2 separate regions of the Mus musculus genome follow, and region 2 is linked to region 1. Evidence: chromatin contacts called from public Micro-C data. All regions are on one chromosome and are shown on one strand. The core of a region is the stretch at or near the end of the contact, and the rest is flanking DNA. Distances in the headings are between cores, read along the strand shown.

What was found. A called contact is a pair of places that touch in the nucleus more often than the background predicts.
Region 2: a contact with region 1 is called in a Micro-C map of granulosa cells, with 4 times the contacts expected there. The contact joins two enhancer-like sites. A contact is called at or near these places in 8 of 39 promoter capture datasets (HPC-7-derived erythroid cells, embryonic stem cells, hippocampal neurons and 2 more), 1 of 15 datasets of contacts at CTCF or cohesin (embryonic stem cells), 19 of 484 Hi-C or Micro-C datasets (embryonic stem cells, granulosa cells and ventricular fibroblasts), 2 of 115 datasets of contacts at active chromatin or transcription factors (embryonic stem cells and heart atrium) and 1 of 9 other capture datasets (embryonic stem cells).

What each region holds. Positions count from the first base shown.
Region 1 is chr3:27,903,808-27,906,691 of GRCm38.p6, forward strand. No RefSeq gene overlaps it. Among named protein-coding and RNA genes, the nearest start is that of Gm42195, 5.0 kb to the left of the region's middle. Within about 2 kb of position 1,369, at least 30 of the 459 cell types and tissues checked have an H3K27ac peak or open chromatin away from gene starts, as enhancers often do. A contact at or near this core is called in granulosa cells and heart atrium, where this site is marked.
Region 2 is chr3:28,106,374-28,109,257 of GRCm38.p6, forward strand. All of the region lies in intron 21 of Pld1 (phospholipase D1), which reads left to right. Among named protein-coding and RNA genes, the nearest start is that of Gm42196, 69 kb to the right of the region's middle. Within about 2 kb of position 1,513, at least 33 of the 459 cell types and tissues checked have an H3K27ac peak or open chromatin away from gene starts, as enhancers often do. A contact at or near this core is called in granulosa cells and heart atrium, where this site is marked.

The DNA of each region.
Region 1 (2,884 bases), core at 119-2,618:
ACCCTGCTGTATGGGCACCAGCATAAAATCACATAACTTGGTGGTGAACAGAAGAAGGCACAAGTCACAGACTAGCCTCTCAAGAGTCCAGCGAGGACTGTCACCTCTGAGTAAGAGCTCTGATGGGCAGTTCTTTAATCTACTAGTGATGCTGATCTGAAATCTAGCCCCTGCTCATGGTAATCAAACAGGGTGGGGGACAGAGTCAGTTGTTTGCCTAGCATGTGTGAAGCCTTGAGTTCCATCCCCTGCACTGAACAAACCTCATGTGGTGGTATGTATGTCATATAGGCAGGAGAATTAGATCAGTCATCTTCAGCCACATAGAGAGTTCAAAGCCAGCCTCCGGTGCCTACGATCCTGACAGGAAAGAAGGAAGGAAGGAAGGAAGGAAGGAAGGAAGGAAGGAAGGAAGGGAGGGAGGGAGGGAGGGAGGGGGGAAGGAAAAAAGAAAGAAAGAAAGAAAGAAAGAAAGAAAGAAAGAAAGAAAGAAAGAAAGAGAAAGAAAGAAAGAAAGAAAGAAAGAAAGAAAGAAAGAGGAAGGAAGGAAGAAGGGAGGGAGGGAGGGAGGGAGGGAGGGAGGGAGGGAGGAAAGACAAGAAAGGAAGACAGAGAAAGGAAGAGAGAGAAGAGAAGACAAGCAAGGGAATTGAACTGTGCAAACTCTTTGTCCTACTGTATCTCCATACAGATGATATCATAATTGTCATAATATTTTCTGAGATGAAGAAATTGGTAATATGAACATAGCATTTAGGTTATTAGGAGCTAGGTCTCATTACAAGCATCATGCTTTGGTGGCATATCTATGGTATTAGCACTGTATAGAAAGGCTAGTAATGTTTACTTTTCAACCCACCCAGATTTCCATCCTTGCTGTTTGTTTGTTTCCACAACAGAAAAGAAAAACCACAACAAAAGAGCATTTGAGTAACTTCCATATGACAAAGCATTCACATTTTTTTCTCACTGTCTATACAAAACAAACTGACAAAGCTGGGGCCAAGCAAGGCCACCTTATCTAACAAGAGAGCTCACGGAAACGGGTGTGTTACTAACAGTGGAAAGCACGAAGGGGTAAGCCAACTGGAGAGTCTCAGGCGGACATTAAGAACTAGCCATGCTTAGCCTGTCATTTCATGGACTGAATCCATTGTTAAACTCCCAAGAAAAAGCATCCAATGGCCGCCAGTTCTGGCCTTCCAGGGTCAGCTGTTAGCACCTCTCTGCTCTCTCCTTGTTTAGCACGGGGTGCCGCTCTGCTGCTATTTATAGACAGGTGGCAGGAACCTAACCTCCCAGTTATAGTCGCTCTCAACCATCCTCTGCCAGCACAGCCATTGTCACGTTCTGCTTCCTCTGAATGGAGCAGGTGTGACTCACCGTGCCCATTGAAACAGCAGCCCTGGGAAGGAGTGATCGATACGTGCTCGGAAAGGCTGGCCCAAAGTTAAATTTTTGTAATTGTCCTAATTCAAATATTTACTTAAAGTCTGTTTTTATATTATGTGCAGTTCAAGGGGAATGACATTGTCAGCTGTGCATTTCCTGGAACTGACTGACTGCCACAAGGCCACAGATAAAGTTTGTTTATAGAAAAACAAAATATGAAATAGAAATAACACTGTCCTGGTTGTGGGTTTGTGCTCCCACACACACTGGAGGGAGGGAGGAAGACACCCTACAACCTTTCCTCTACTGACAAAAGGCAAAGATGCTTTCACCCCATCTAGTGACGGAGAGCCACCATCCTGAGACAGTGTATCAGCTGCCTTCCCCATTGCTGTGCCCTGAAACTTGACAAGAACTATCATTAGCAAAGAAGGGTGTATCTTGCCTGCCGGTTTAAGGGGATACAGAACATCACAGCAGGGGACATGTGGTGACGGGGGGGGGGGGGGGGTGTCTTGTCACACTGTATTTACAGCCAGGATGTGGGGTGACGGATGCTGCTCTTTAGCCGACTGTCACCTCTTAATTAAATCGTGGGACCCCTAACCCTACGCAGTGGCATCACCCACATTTAGGATGTTAACTTAATTCAGTATAGAAACTCCCGGTTTTCCTCAGATAATTGTCTGCTAGGAACTCCAGACGCTCCCAAGTTGACAATAGTAAGTGTCATAGAAAGTCTAGGACAAAAGCAGATTTTCAATTTACCTTTAAGCTTTAACGACCCAGAGTTGTGGTGGCCGAGGTGGGAGAGTTGCCATGAATCCTGGGCTACAGTGTCTCAAAGAAGGAGGCAGACAAATGGATTCAACTCTTCCGTGTAAGTGAGTCCTCAGCCTGGTTACCTGGTTCTGTGAGCTTGGATAAATTCAGGCTGGCTTGGCACAGCGCGGAGGCTCGAGGCCTACAAGTTGCTTGTGTGTAACTACTTGATAAGTGAAAACCTTCCTGGATATACGGAACAAAACCACATGCAGCTTATAGCTGCTCTCCATGTTATTACTTCCTATTTTCATTATTTATCAGTTATTGTTTTTCTGATAATGTTAAGTAGGCAACATGCTCATAGCACTCCTAGAGTTTGGCTTTTCTTTCATTGTATTGTTTTGTTAGTGGTATTGGATATTGAAGCCTTAGGCAGGGCCTTATGCATGCTAACCACACAGACTTCTGTTGTAGTACACCCCTATCCCTAGCTTCCTTGCTGATAGAAAACATGTGTATGTGTATGTGTGTGTGGGGGGGCTGGTGGCTAAGGAGATGGTGCAGGTGGTAAAATGCTTGCCATGTAAGCGGAGGATCTACCATGTTTTAAAAAGGCCAGTGTGTCTTTCCTTTACTCTCCAGCAGTAGAAGCACTGGGGCGGCATAGGCAGGAGGACCCTTGGGGCTAGCTGGCCAGCCAGCGTAACTAAATCGGTGAGCTCCAGGT
Region 2 (2,884 bases), core at 263-2,762, 200 kb after region 1:
AGGCTGGCCATGGCAGTATAAACTTATGATCCCCGTGCTGGGGCCTCGAACAGCTGAATCGCTGGGATCACTGGCTGGCCTCCTCCAACTGGGAAGTTCCAAGTCAGCGAGACTCTGTCTTAATGACCATGTGGACAGGTGCTGAAGGGGACACGTGAGTTAGGCTCTGGCTTCCATACACATATGTAGGCACATACATGTGCGTTCACACATATGCACAAAATCTTATACACACACAAATAAATATATTTTAGAAATCATATAAAATAAATAGAAAGGAAGTGGGAAGGGGCTTGTTCTAGTTCCTCTAGAATTCTGCTTAGGATGAAAAAACAATTTTCACTCGCTCACTCTTTTTTTTTTTTTTTTTTAATTAAAAAAAAACCTGTGTTTGTTTATTTTCTGAGACAGGGTTTATCTGTGTAGCCCTAGTTATCCTGACACTCCCCCTGTAGACCAAGCTGGCCTCGAACTCAGAGGGCTAATAATGCAACACTGATAACAGCTTTATTCCCAACATCCACGAGGCAAAGCAACCCAACAGTCCACTAGCAGATGAACGTGTACACACAATACAGAAGAATATTCAGCCACAAAGCTGAAGGAGCTGTGAAGCATGCCACGGTATGGGTGAACCTTGAGGGTAGTGTGTTAAGGAAAACAAGTTAGACCAAAAAGGACAAGCCTCATGTGATTCCTCATATATGCAAAATCCAGGTAGAGTAAACTAGAGATAGCCAGGGACTCTAGGGAGTGGGAGGTGGGGGATGAAAGCTGGGGGGTAGGAATGAAGCGAATTCTATCTGTGATGATGATGAAAAGCTTTGAATATGGAAGGCATCATGTAAAATTAGGACCACAGTTAATGATGAAGACTCTCACAGTGGACAGAATGCCCAATTTTACATTTTATATATTTACCATAATGAAAATTCAAATGAAATATAATTAAGAAAAATATCAAGTATAGTTTGACCTACTTTTTGCTGAAATGTTCTTTTAATCTGACTCCAACCCCATCCTCCCAGCCAACAGAGCACACTGAAAGCATGGGTTCTCTACTGAAGGCTGCCCCAAATAGAAAGCTATGTGAACCTCCACCCAGTGTGTTGGAGCAGGTCAGCCCTCAGCCCAGGTCATGAGCTTGTCATGAATGAGCAAGACACAGAGCTTATGGGTCACTTCCTGGCCACGGTCTGGGAAAGAAGAGGCAGATGAGACCCGGTTCTGACTGCAGAGCCAGGCAGCTCCAATGAACAAGGTGACCTAGAAGTGCTTCCATCCTGGCTAGGAGCTCAGCTGACTTGCTTTATTAGCACGTGGGTGGGGTACTGTGGACATCACTGGAATGACTATGGGACGTCTCACAGGAATATACTTTAGTTAAGTGTCCACTTGGGTTCATGCAGTCTTTTAAATGTGGACTGTGGGAAAGTAGCTCAGGGCTTCCTGTTCTTCTCCTGTGTCCTGTTTACCATTTAAAGACTGTGCCTTGTCGCCTAACCAAGGCAGTAACCAGGGCTGTTCACATTTTCTCTGTATTCTTCCCAACTCAAACTACGTTTGCCATCTAGTGAGTAATCCTTGGCATTGCAGCAGTCTCCCTCAAATGCCTCATTTCTCAGCCATTGACTTTTCATACTATGGTCCCTTTGATAGTCACTTCTGCCCTGTGTTGTCATGAATATATGGACATTCAGACCCACCTGTCAGGTTTGACCATTAGAACAGAGAAAATTCTCACAAGAAGGGTCTCTTCCTCTGTTCACAAGAAGACGAACTATGACCATTAGGTATAATAAATGGTTTAAGCAGGATGACCCTTGAGAATTAGCCAGCAGAGAGAATGTGCTCAAGCAAACTGTATTTGTGCACTGTGAGGTATCCAGCATCTCTCTCAAGCTTTCTCTCTTTCCCGTGTATTCCTAAGCAAAGCCAGAAGCTTTAAGAGTTTGGGACTCTCGCTGTACATGTTGCCTAGTGGGCTATCTAGCCTGTGGTCAAGGATAGCTATAAAGTCAGCCTGATGCAAAATGTTAAACTCACACAAAGCACTATGAGAGGGTTTTCACTAACTCCATTTTACCATTCTCCAGCATAGCCTTAGTCGATGACAATGTCCTGCCTTGGTGTCAAAAGGCTTGATGTGTCTATCAGAGCATAGCATTCTGGGCTTCTGAATACACATCAAAAGAAAGAGCTGCATTTTCTTCTATTGTTCTAGCTGTCATTAAGAAGCTTCGGTTTCCTATAAAAGGTGGCCTGAAGATACTGTGTTCTATAAGCTGGGGATTTGAAAATGAACACTGGCTGGGACTTGCTCAGTGGGTAAAAGGTGGTTGTCACACATGTCTGCTGACTTAAGTTCGGTCTCAAGAGTCCATGTGAAAGAACAGTGGGAGGCGAGAACCAGCTCCATAAAGTTGTTCTCTGAACTCCTCACATGGGCTGTAGCGTGTGTGCCTATGCTCCATATATACAATAATAGTCCTTTTTTAAAATAAAGTACGGGCCATTGAGATAGCCCAAACGGTAAAGATGCTTGCTGCCCAGAGCAATACTCTGAATTCAATCTCCAGGATTCACATGGTAGAAAGAGACAAGTGAGTCTCACAAGTTGTTTTCATACTCTCTCTCTCTCTCTCTCTCTCTCTCTCTCACACACACACACACACACACACACATACACACACCTGTGCATAAATGTTTTAAAAATAAAATAAAAAATAACAACTAGTCACTCAGAATTCTTGAAGAATTCCCAGTAACATTCTCTGGCTGGAACCTTAGCATTCCTAAATACCGATGACTCTGTTTTGAAAAACATACTGAATCTTATGTGTATATTTGCTTCTAAGACATAGGTACCGGTACCCCCACAGTT